Linked DNA regions of Oryctolagus cuniculus: all the other regions are linked to region 3. Evidence: chromatin contacts called from public Micro-C data. All regions are on one chromosome and are shown on one strand. Each heading gives the region's core, a stretch centred on a gene start, on an enhancer-like site or on the middle of the called end of the contact. The rest is flanking DNA. Distances are from core to core; before and after follow the strand shown.

Region 1 (3,188 bases), core at 448-2,947, 160 kb after region 3:
GACAGACCTTACATGTCATTTTCCTCTTTAAATATGTACCATAAATATAATACACAATAAATATTACAGAAGTATTTATATATCAATAGATAAATATATATATTTAAAGATTATTTCTTTGAAAGAGCAAGGCAGGAGTTGGGGGAGAGTCTTCCATCCACTAACTTACTCCCCAAATGGCTACAGCAGCCAGGTCTGGGCCAGGCTGAAACCAGGACCCAGGAACTCCATCCTGGTTGCCCACATGGGTGGCAGTGTTCAAGCACTTGGGCCATGTTCTGCTGCCTTCCCAGGCACATTAACAGGGAGCTGGATGAGAAGCAGAGCAGAGACAGGCCTCAGACTGGCACACAGGTATGGGATGTCGGCATTGCAAGCAGTGGCTTAACCTGCTATGCCACAACACTGGCCCCGGTGATATTTTCTCAGAGAAATCGGCCTCATGATTGCCCTTCCCTCTGCTCATCCAAAATGTGCGTTTTTTCAGCTGATGCGTTCACTGTCATTTGTAATACCGTTTTTACAGGATCCACAGTATTTTAATGTTTGCCTCCTCCACCAGGGCAAGGATGGCAAATTTGTAGCTTCAGTCAGTGGTGAATCCCCAGTGCCTTGTTTAGTATCTAGGATATAGTAGGTGCTCAAGCTTGTTGAATAAACAGCTACGTCCAGCTGCACTGCACTGAGCAGGAGAATTGCTGGAATAACCAGGTTTTCCTGGGATATGGGAATTCCTCTTCAGCATCAGTTTAATGTTTTACTTGGACTTGAGTCCCTGGTTGTCTTAGCCCAGAGGGACTAAGCAATGTTGAGGATGGAAGTGGCTGCCACAGATCTATTAGCCAGTCAACAAACTATGCGCCAGGGTTGCGGCTGTGATTTCAGCTGTCCCAGTCCACCACCCAGGCACTGACCTACTCCTGGGCCCTGGAGCCTTTTGTCCTGGGAGTGGATACACCCTCAGGAAACCTTTCTAGGCTAGTGTTAAACACCCCCTCCGCACGCACACCCCTGCTCGGCCTTTGAATGCGCTTGTCGGAGTAAACCGTGGGATATCGGTGTGTGCTCACGTTTGTGTACAGGCGTACATGTTGTGTCGCTACGGATGGACAGTGTGTGGGCGTGAGTCCACGTGCAGCAATGTGTGGCCCTGTCTCTGTATGTGAATGCTCACATATTTCCAGCTTGCAGCATCGCTAGCTGTCTTCCGTGCCTCCTGGTCGCGCCCTAAGTCGCCTGGGTCGGCGCCAGCCTAGGGGAGAGGGTGAGGGCGGGGGCGTGTTGAGGGGATCTGCTTTGGTGTGGGGAGCGGAAGGCTCCGAGCCTAGCGCCCAGCTCCTGTCCCCGGGGACAAGGGCCCCCTCACTCTGGTTGCCCGACCCCGGACCTTCCCCTTTCCGAACTTGCGGGGTCCCCAAGGTGACCCGTGGCCCCCGGCCCGAGAAGCACGCAAGCTGGACGGCCAGCCCCACCCCGCTGCACAGCCCCGCCCGTTGCCGCTCACCGTGGGCCGCGAGGCACGCGGGGAGCCAGAGCACGAGACAACACCAGCCCGCGGCGCCGGGGACCATCTCCAGGGCCCGGCCGGGCGCCGCGTTTCCTCCTGGCGGCCAGCCGCGCGTAGCTCGTCGGACTTTAGCCTGACAGCTGCTGTGGCCTCCCGCCCACAGACCCGCTCTCGCTGCCGGTTGGCGAACGGAAACGAGGCCTATGGGTGATTGGCTCTGACAGCTGCTCATCTAGCCACACTTTCCGTCTCTGCTCCTTAGCCCACTTCCTATTGGCTGAGAGAAGTGGGGCTGAGGGCTCATTGGTGTAAACTCTTAATAGCTACTGCCGGCTTCCACCCTAGGCCCGCCCCAGCGTTTCCCAGTTTATATTTGTATCCAGCGGTGGGCGGGAGCGAGGGCGGGCGGACGTGGAAGCACTCGGAAGCGGAGGTGGGAACCCCGCATGACTCGCTTGAGCCGCCGTCAGCTCTCCCGGTGTCGGGCCGGATCCTCCCCGAGGCCGCCTCGCTCAAAGACGATTTGCCTGCTATCAGGCTGTGCTTTTCTCCTTCCCGCCTTCTCGTCGGGCGCCCCGGTGGTCCTCTGCCCACTGTCGAAAGGCACTGGGGCCACGACTCTGCACCCCAACCACGAGGAGCCTCTGGCTAGTGCGCAGCCAGATATCGGCCATGGGGGCCAGGTTCCCAGGCCCGCTGCGCTCCCCTGTCCGCTTGTGACTAACACCTTTGTTAGCCGCCAGCTCCACGTCCCTCGCGTGTAAAGTAGGCACAATCATGGTACACACGCATTGAGAGTTGTGAGGCGTAAAGGAGCTCACTCCCGGAGATTCATTAATGCCGTGGTCTGGCTTTCGGGGACTGAATGAAGGTTAGTAGGTGCTCTGGGCCGAGAAAGGACCGCCTCCCCTTCCCTCCTGCCCCGCCCCGCCCCGCTCAACGAGAGACGCGAGACTGAAACCCTCGACCCCCGTGATCAGCCACGCCCCTCGCTAGAGCGCCCCCTTAGCTCCAGTGTCTGCCTTTCTAGGCACAGCGACTCGGTGGTAGCGAACCATAGAGTGGCGGAAGTGGCCTGCTCGCTTCCTCTCCCGGCCCAACGACCTGGCGAAGCTTCTGGGAAGTTCTCTAGCGCGAGGCATTGTGGGGTTGCTGGGCGGCCCGCACACAGAGAAGAGAGGAGGAGTAGCGGGCTACTGAATAAGCTTCCAAGATGATGGTGAGTGGCGTCTCGCGCATCCGTCGGCATCTGCTGCCATCTGGCTGGTATCTGGGGCGTCCGGCCAGGGATCCGCTCCGTAGGACCCTTTCCCGCCTCCGGCCGCTGTCCTCGCCCCGATCTGTAGGCTTGGGCGACCCCAGCCCATCGCGGCCTGCCTTCTCCTGGGCACGGAACAGGAGCCGTTAGCCAAGGCTGTGTGGGGCTGCAGGCTGTGATCGGGCCGTCTGGGGACTACAAGTCCCAGGGTGCTGTGGGGCCACGAACCCACGTAGGGGACCCCTTTTTCGGCTCCCCGGTCCCCCACAGTCGGGTCCTGTGGGCAAATCGAGTGCAGGCCGAGTGTGCTTAGGCGGTCGGCGTCCGGCTTGGAAAGCGCGGGACGTAAAGACGCGTGTTTCCTACAACCGGCATGGCCGAACCCACGGTTTCAGTCGGCCCGCATGCTTGGAAACAGACTTC
Region 2 (3,443 bases), core at 843-3,342, 180 kb before region 3:
CACTGTGCCAAAACCTGCCCCTCACTGTGGTTCGGATTGGCACTTTGCTGACAGCGGATGATGATCAACATATTTTCAGTGTTCATTAATTATTTGTGTATCCTCTTGGGAGAAATTCCTATTTATTTTGCCCACTTTTTAAAAAAAGATTTATTTATTTGAGAGACAGGGTCACAGAGAGAGAAAGGTCTTCCATCTGTGGGGTCACTCCCCAAATGGCCACAACAGCCAGAGCTGAATGGATCTGAAGCCAGGAGCCAGGAGCCTCCTCCAGCTCTCCCACACAGGAACAAGAGCCCAAGCACTTGGGCCATCTTCTACTGCTTCCCTAGGCCAAAACAGAGAGCCATATTGGAAGAGGAGCAGCTGGGACACAAACCTGCACCCATTTAGGATAACAGCGCCGCAGGCAGGGGCCTAGCCCACTACACTACAGAACTGACCCCTTTGCCTACTTCTTAATTGTTTTGTCTTTTTATTATTTAATTCTGAGTATGGTTCATTTTTTTGCTTTTGTTTAGAAATAATTTCAGACTTTATTTTTAAATCACTTATTTGCTTGAGAGGTGGGAGTGGAAGAAAAGGCAGAAAGTGAGAGAGAGCACTCCCATTCACCCACTCACTGCCCAAAGGGCAGCAATGGACTGGGCCAGGGTCTAAGCCCAAAGCCAAGACCTAAGTCCAGATCTCCCACAGGAGTGGCAGCAACTCAATGACTGGAGCCTTGACCTGCTTGCTGCCTCCCAGGGTCTGCAATTAGGAGGAAGCTGGAGTTAGGAGAAGGAGCCATCCTAAGCACAGTTTTAACTGCTGGACTAAACGTCCACCTTAGAGTTTTAATTTTTTTTTTAAGCTAAAACAGTACAAAGAACTCCTGTACACCTTTAATCCAGATTTCCTAAATGTTAACATATTACAATTCTTTTTTTATCCACTTGATTTCATCCTAAAACATTTGAGAGTGAGTTGCAGATGAAATGCCCCTTTACTTCTAAATACATCCCTGTACCTTCAAAAACAAAGACTTCTTTTATGTAACAGTTTGCTGGTTAAAATCAGGAAAAATGCAATGCCAACAACTAACTGTATTCAAATCGTACCAATTCCTCCACTAATACCCTGTATCAGATTTGGGCTTTTCCACACGTTTCTCACCTTTCAGGTGTTTGTATCTTTACAGAAAATGTTACTGTCAGTTGCTACTGCAGTGACTCGCAAACGTGTCAGCACGTGAAAATCACCTGGAGTTTTTCAACACTCCTAAACTCGGGGCTGTGGACCACGGTGGAGACGCTGAGCGGGTTAAAGGATTCCAGCTGCTGCGTTTCCCCTGGACTACCACCTGCAAGACGCGCCAGCAGGCGAGGGTGGGACCCACGCCGCCCGGCTCCCTCCGCGGGTCAGCGCGCCATGCACGGCCGCTCCCCGCGAGCTTCAGAGGCGGCGAGGCCGGATGTCACCCATCCTCTCGTCCTTCCCGACTGCTTCTTCAGAGCCTGGCACATGGCAGGAATCTCATACATGTCACGGGAATGGGTGGAGGGGACTCCGCTTCCCCCAGCTTGTCCTCCGACGCCTAAAGTGACCACTACTCCGCCAGGGTGCCGAATCCCCGCAGTCTGCGAGGCCGGAGCGGGGAGTGGTCCTGCCAGACGAAGCTTCTGCAAATCAGAGCGTAGGGAACCCTGGCCCCCGAGGCCCAGCAGGGGCCGCAGGCCCCGGATGTGCGTTGGCTTCACCCGGGCCCTCGCGGGCAGTACCCAGGATGCTCTGCGCCGCGCGCCGCCGCGGGCCCTGAAGGAGACCAGCCGGGCGCGGAGTTGAGTGGAACTCCGAGCGCGTGGTCCGGCGGCGACTGCGCATGCGCACGCGACGGGCGACGAACTCCGCAGCGCCAGGAACCCGGCTAAGGTTGCCCGCACCTCTCGGCCTCTCGCGTTGACTGGGGTCGTGGCGCGCCCGCGCTTCCACCACTAGCGGCCAGGGGAACCGGCCCCGGGCACCGCCCCCTGCCCCCCGCGGCTCCGCCCACCGCGGCCGCCTGCTGCCTCTGTGGGTCCAGAGTCCCGGAGACGAGCACAGCTCGGTGGCATGGAGGGTGGCGGCGGCCTGGGGCGCGCCGTGTGCGTGCTGACCGGGGCCTCCCGCGGCTTCGGCCGGGCGCTGGCCCCGCTGCTGGCTCGGCTGCTGGCGCCGGGCTCCTTGCTAGTCCTAAACGCCCGCAACGACGAGGCGCTGCGGCAGCTGGAGGTCGAGCTGAGCGCCGGGCAGCCCGGCCTGCGCATAATGCGGGTGCCTGCTGACCTGGGCGCCGAGGCCGGCCTGCAGCAGCTGCTCGGCGCCCTCCGCGAGCTTCCCAGGCCCGAGGGGCTGCAGCGGCTGCTGCTCATCAACAACGCGGGTAAGACGCGCGGGGGGCGGGCCCGCCTGGATGATCGGATCCTAGGTATTCCCGCCGCAGTCACAGGACAGGCGAGGGCTTCGGAGGGAAGGCCCGGTGCCGTCGGGGCGACCCCTTCCCCGGACGGTTCAGCCAGCGGTTTTCCCAAAGCGCCCGGTGGAACCTTCCGGAGCTCCTGCACAGCGCCCCCTGGCGGAGGCCTGCCTCCGGCCGGGGTGAATCCCAAAGTTCTCCACAGGCCCCCAGAGGAGACAGGTGGCTCCCAGCCTGCAACTTGGGGTGGGTGGGTTCTCCACGTATGTCTGTCCACAGAGCTGAGAAAGAGGAGAGAGGGAACGTCTTCAGAAGTGCTGGGCAGGTTCTTCTTCCCTCTGAAGAAATTTGGGACAAACTGAATGAACAACAAGTCCCACCTGCCTGGGTTATTCCTAAGATCTGCTTTTTTCAGGCACTCTTGGAGATGTGTCCAAAAACTTCGTGAACCTGAGTGACCCAGCTGAAGTGAACAGCTACTGGGCCCTGAATTTGACCTCCATGCTCTGCCTGACCTCCTGCATCCTGAAGGCGTTTCCTGCCAGTCCTGGCCTCAGCAGGACTGTGGTGAACATCTCGTCGCTGTGTGCCCTGCAGCCCTTCAAGGGCTGGGCGCTGTACTGTGCAGGGAAGGCTGCCCGGGACATGATGTTCCAGGTGCTGGCTGTAGAGGAGCCCAGTGTCAGGGTGCTGAGCTATGCCCCAGGTAGGTGGCGAGTCCCTCCATTCCTGCCCCACCCCCAGAACTAGCTGGTGCCCCTCACAGCTGCCCCAGAGGCCACCTCTATCCCTCCAAAGCCCATTGTCCCAGAATCAGGACTCATCTCGTCTTAGGAGGAAAACAGACTCCTTGGAAGTTGGCAGGGATGGGAGCAAAGGTTGTGGAGAGAGCGTAGGGAGCCGCCTGAGCTGGAGCAGAAACACGGGGGAGTCAGATGCTGGACAGGGGTGAGGAGAGGACTGGGCTTTGAATCCTGGGCCTGTGGAGTGGGGAAGATGTGGCCGCCTC
Region 3 (3,379 bases), core at 24-2,523:
TAAAGGTCGCATGGAGGGGCGGTCCTGGAGGGGGCGCCCCGCCGCCTTACCCTGGGCGGCCCCGATACCCGCAGTAAGACGCCAGCCTCCCCTCCACCACCTACATACCGGGACCGTCTATTTTTAAAAGTCCTGATTAGAAGCATTGAAGGCATTTTCCCAGAGGGCTCAGGAGCTCCCTGGAGTATCGCTGCGCGGGAGCGCATCCGCCTCCCACCGCCCCGACCCCGCAGAAGACAGCCTCCGCCGGCCTTCCGACTCTCTGAGCTCTCCCAGGAAAGTTCTCTCCGGCCGCCGCCGCGCTACCCCGCAGGCCGAGTCCCCTCGCCGAATCTCTCCGCCTTTCACCCAGCGGAGCCCCGCCGGAGGCCGCGGGGCCGGGATCTGCGGCGCGACCCGGCGGAAGTCCCGGTCACCACGCCGCGAAGAAACAGGGGGTCCGCACCGCGCCGCGGCCCCTCGGAGAGGCAGCGGCCCTGGGGATGACACAGCGTTTCCCGCGCCCCGGCTCCACCCCGCGGGGTACCCGGCAGCCGGCCAGCGGCGCCAGCGAAGCCTCAGCCCGCACGGACCCGGCGTGGGGTTGCGGGCCGGGAGCGCGGCCGCGCGGGGTCTGCCCGCGGCTCCGCGGGGGCGTCAGTCTCCACCCGGGGGAAAAGTTAGGAGGTATCCCGGGCGCTCCAACTTCTCCGGGGCCGTGCTCGAACTTGGCACCCGTGGGAAGCTGCACAGCCCTGGAGCGACCCCGCGGGAGCCGATCGGACCCGGGTGCCGGGGATCCGGGGCCGCGGCCGGCGGCAGCCAATCACAGAGCGCCTCGGGCGGGGAAGGCTGGAGGGCGCGGGCAATCGGAGAGTGACGGCGCCACAGGCCAATAGGGAAGCAGGGTGGGTGTCCTCGCCCGCCCCAGTGACCAATGGGAAGGGGCGGCAGTGGCCGAGGCTCCCCGAGGCACCAGCTGCAGGCTCCGGTGGCCGCGGGTCGGAGACCCTCAGGCTGAAGGGGACTTTAGAAGGGAGTTTGCTCGCCCTCCCTGTGCCACCCGCCGACCTGCAGCCCGCAGCCTGGTCCTCACCTGCTGGAAGCGGGGTTTGCCCAGCTGGAAGGGAGGTGCGTCGGTCGAGGCGCTAGCGGCACTGGCCGCGGCCGCCGCCGCCGGTGCTGTAGTCGCTGTATCCGCCATGGCCACTGACACCCGCAATCTCCGGCCCTTTTAAAATGTCCCTCCTCGGCCCCCGCCACGGCGGCCTCTGCCGATTGGCCACAGGCAACCGCAGCGAGCCGGAGGCGCAGAGGGTTGTGGGGAGTGTAGTCTCTCCCGCCCCGCCGCCCGACAGCCCGGCGCTGCGGAGGGCCCGCCACCTTCCGCGGGGACCGCAAGCCGAGAGGGGCGGCAACGCACGGCTCTGAGTTCCCGGCGGGCCCCGCGGGGCGACCTTTCGCTGTTGACCTGTCCCCTGCAGCTGAAGCCCAGACCAGAAGGGCCCTGCTCAAGCGGGCCGGACCCCAGACCAGACGAGTAAGGACTCCGGGCGGAGCAGGGTTCATCTCGGAAGGCTGTTTGCAAGCAGGTGCGCTGCGGGGAGCTCCCTACAGTTCTGCCGCCACTCTGCCCCCTGCTCTGTGCTCTCCAGCAGCCAATGGGGACATTCTGCACAAGACACACTTTTGTCTTCCCCTCACGCAGGGTCGCTCTGACCTCAACCTAAACATTGCCATTTCCCCACACATCAGCCACCCCCCCCCCCAAAACCCGCCGTGGACTCCCGCAGCGCCCAGCCTTTTCAGGTCTTGCATGTATAACTAGTTCTGGTTTTCAGTATCTGTGTTTCCTACTACAAGGTCCACAGGGCAAGGATCGTGTCTTTAAAAGCAAAAACAAAAACACTGTGTCAACTTTATTTGAAAAGCAGAGTGAGCAAGTGCTGGAGCTCCCATCCACTGGTTCATTCCCCAAATGCTTCCACCTGCTAGAGCTGAGCTAGGCTGCAGTCAGGAGCCCAGCACTCAGTCCCGATCTCCCACGTGGGTGCCAGGGACCCAACTACTGAAGTCATCAGCTGCTGCCTCCCGGGATGAGCATTAGGGGAGGCAGGAATCGAGAGCAGCACGCACACTGGAACCCAGGCACCCTGCTATAAGATGCAGGTGTTCCAAGTGGTGTTGTAACTACTGCACCATGGGCCTGCTAAGTCCTCAAAGCCAGGCACAGGGGGACTCACAGTTGGGGCTCAAATCATGTATTGGCTCTGAGTTAAAACAGGAGAGCAAAGGGCCCCAGAGACCTCCACTTCCCCATCCTTTGGTGAACCAAGTAAGACCCTCTGGTAACTGCTGGGAGGAAGCAAACTGGGAGCTGAGCACCAGGGTTCAGTAGTGTTTACCAAGTAGCAGCAATGAGAACTTTAAATACAAGGAGAACCGCAGGCTGTGGACAAAGCTCCAGCACGGATAATGAACACACTGCTGCAGAATGCAGCAGCTCAATCACCGGGTCAGTGAGCCACACTGGGCCGCCTGCTGCACCCACGAGGGCAGGGATATTGGATCCCCACTCTGGGGAACCCCACTTTGGGTCTCCTTAGTCTCACGGAGTGGTGTGAGGTTGACATGTCTTCTGGATGTTGCATGGGCTATAGCAGTCAGAGCTCCTCTTCCAGGAATGGCTGAACCACAAGAAACCAAATTTCTCAAAAGCCGGAGGGAGATTCTAGCTAGCCCTTTAGAACAATTCGTATTTTGGATCTGTATCTTATCTCCCTCTACCAGCCTAAGAATAAGAATCGATCGTTTTGCCCGCCGCAGTCCCCTGTAATACCCAATAATGAGCCTGGGATGGCTAAGGCTCATCCAGGAACTGCAGCGTCCTGGGAGACAGTCCAGGCCCCCGGGCAACACAGTGCTGCTGCCCCCTGGTGTCAAGGAGGGGGAAGTGTGGCCCCAGAACCCCACCAGCTTGATTTAAGGCTGCTTTCTCCACACTCATTCCAAAATGGGAACACAACAGACACCTGCAGTCCGTGAACGTTTTATTCTTCATAAAGTGCTCAAAACATGAAGAACAAGCTCTTTATAAACAGGAGCTACAACTAGGAAGACAAACAGCAAAGCAGAACTTCACCTGCTCCCTGCCCAGCCCACCTGCAGCTCTGCTCCAACTTGTGGCCAGCAGAAACATCAAGCGAGAACCATGGGTCACATGCCTGCCCTGGGCACAGGGGAGGCTCATGGTTAAGGAGCAGTGGGAGCTCAGAGCTGGGGCTGGGACGGGATGGAGTCCAGAGGGACACCTAGCAGGGGAGTGACCTCCTCCCCCGGAAGAGCTCTCTGTCCGGCTCCTCGTGACCCTCCTGACACGTGACTGCCGTCCCAGGCACCT

Evidence for each region. Hi-C and Micro-C count contacts between places; a contact is called where the count stands out from the background.
Region 1: a Micro-C map of ear pinna shows a contact between it and region 3, with 5 times the contacts expected there. The contact joins the promoter of PRADC1 here to the promoter of SFXN5 in region 3. A contact is called at or near these places in 2 of 6 Hi-C or Micro-C datasets (ear pinna and an unstated tissue).
Region 2: a Micro-C map of ear pinna shows a contact between it and region 3, with 5 times the contacts expected there. The contact joins the promoter of SPR here to the promoter of SFXN5 in region 3. A contact is called at or near these places in 5 of 6 Hi-C or Micro-C datasets (ear pinna, embryonic fibroblasts, psoas muscle and 2 more).

The regions. Positions count from the first base shown.
Region 1 is chr2:129,649,286-129,652,473 of mOryCun1.1, reverse strand. PRADC1 (protease associated domain containing 1) reads right to left here and starts at 1,697. Exons shown (of 5, transcript XM_002709745.5): 1 at 1,505-1,697. The coding sequence starts at 1,571. CCT7 (chaperonin containing TCP1 subunit 7) reads left to right here and starts at 2,643. Exons shown (of 12, transcript NM_001142260.1): 1 at 2,643-2,726. The coding sequence starts at 2,721.
Region 2 is chr2:129,981,397-129,984,839 of mOryCun1.1, reverse strand. It overlaps SPR (sepiapterin reductase), which reads left to right and starts at 2,092. Exons shown (of 3, transcript NM_001329081.1): 1 at 2,092-2,401; 2 at 2,850-3,140. The coding sequence starts at 2,092. It overlaps EXOC6B (exocyst complex component 6B), which reads right to left and starts at 1,293. Exons shown (of 23, transcript XM_051842763.2): 1 at 1,156-1,293.
Region 3 is chr2:129,804,472-129,807,850 of mOryCun1.1, reverse strand. It overlaps SFXN5 (sideroflexin 5), which reads right to left and starts at 1,273. Exons shown (of 12, transcript XM_051837500.2): 1 at 1,076-1,273. The coding sequence starts at 1,183. RAB11FIP5 (RAB11 family interacting protein 5) reads right to left here. Exons shown (of 5, transcript XM_002709753.5): 5 at 3,013-3,379.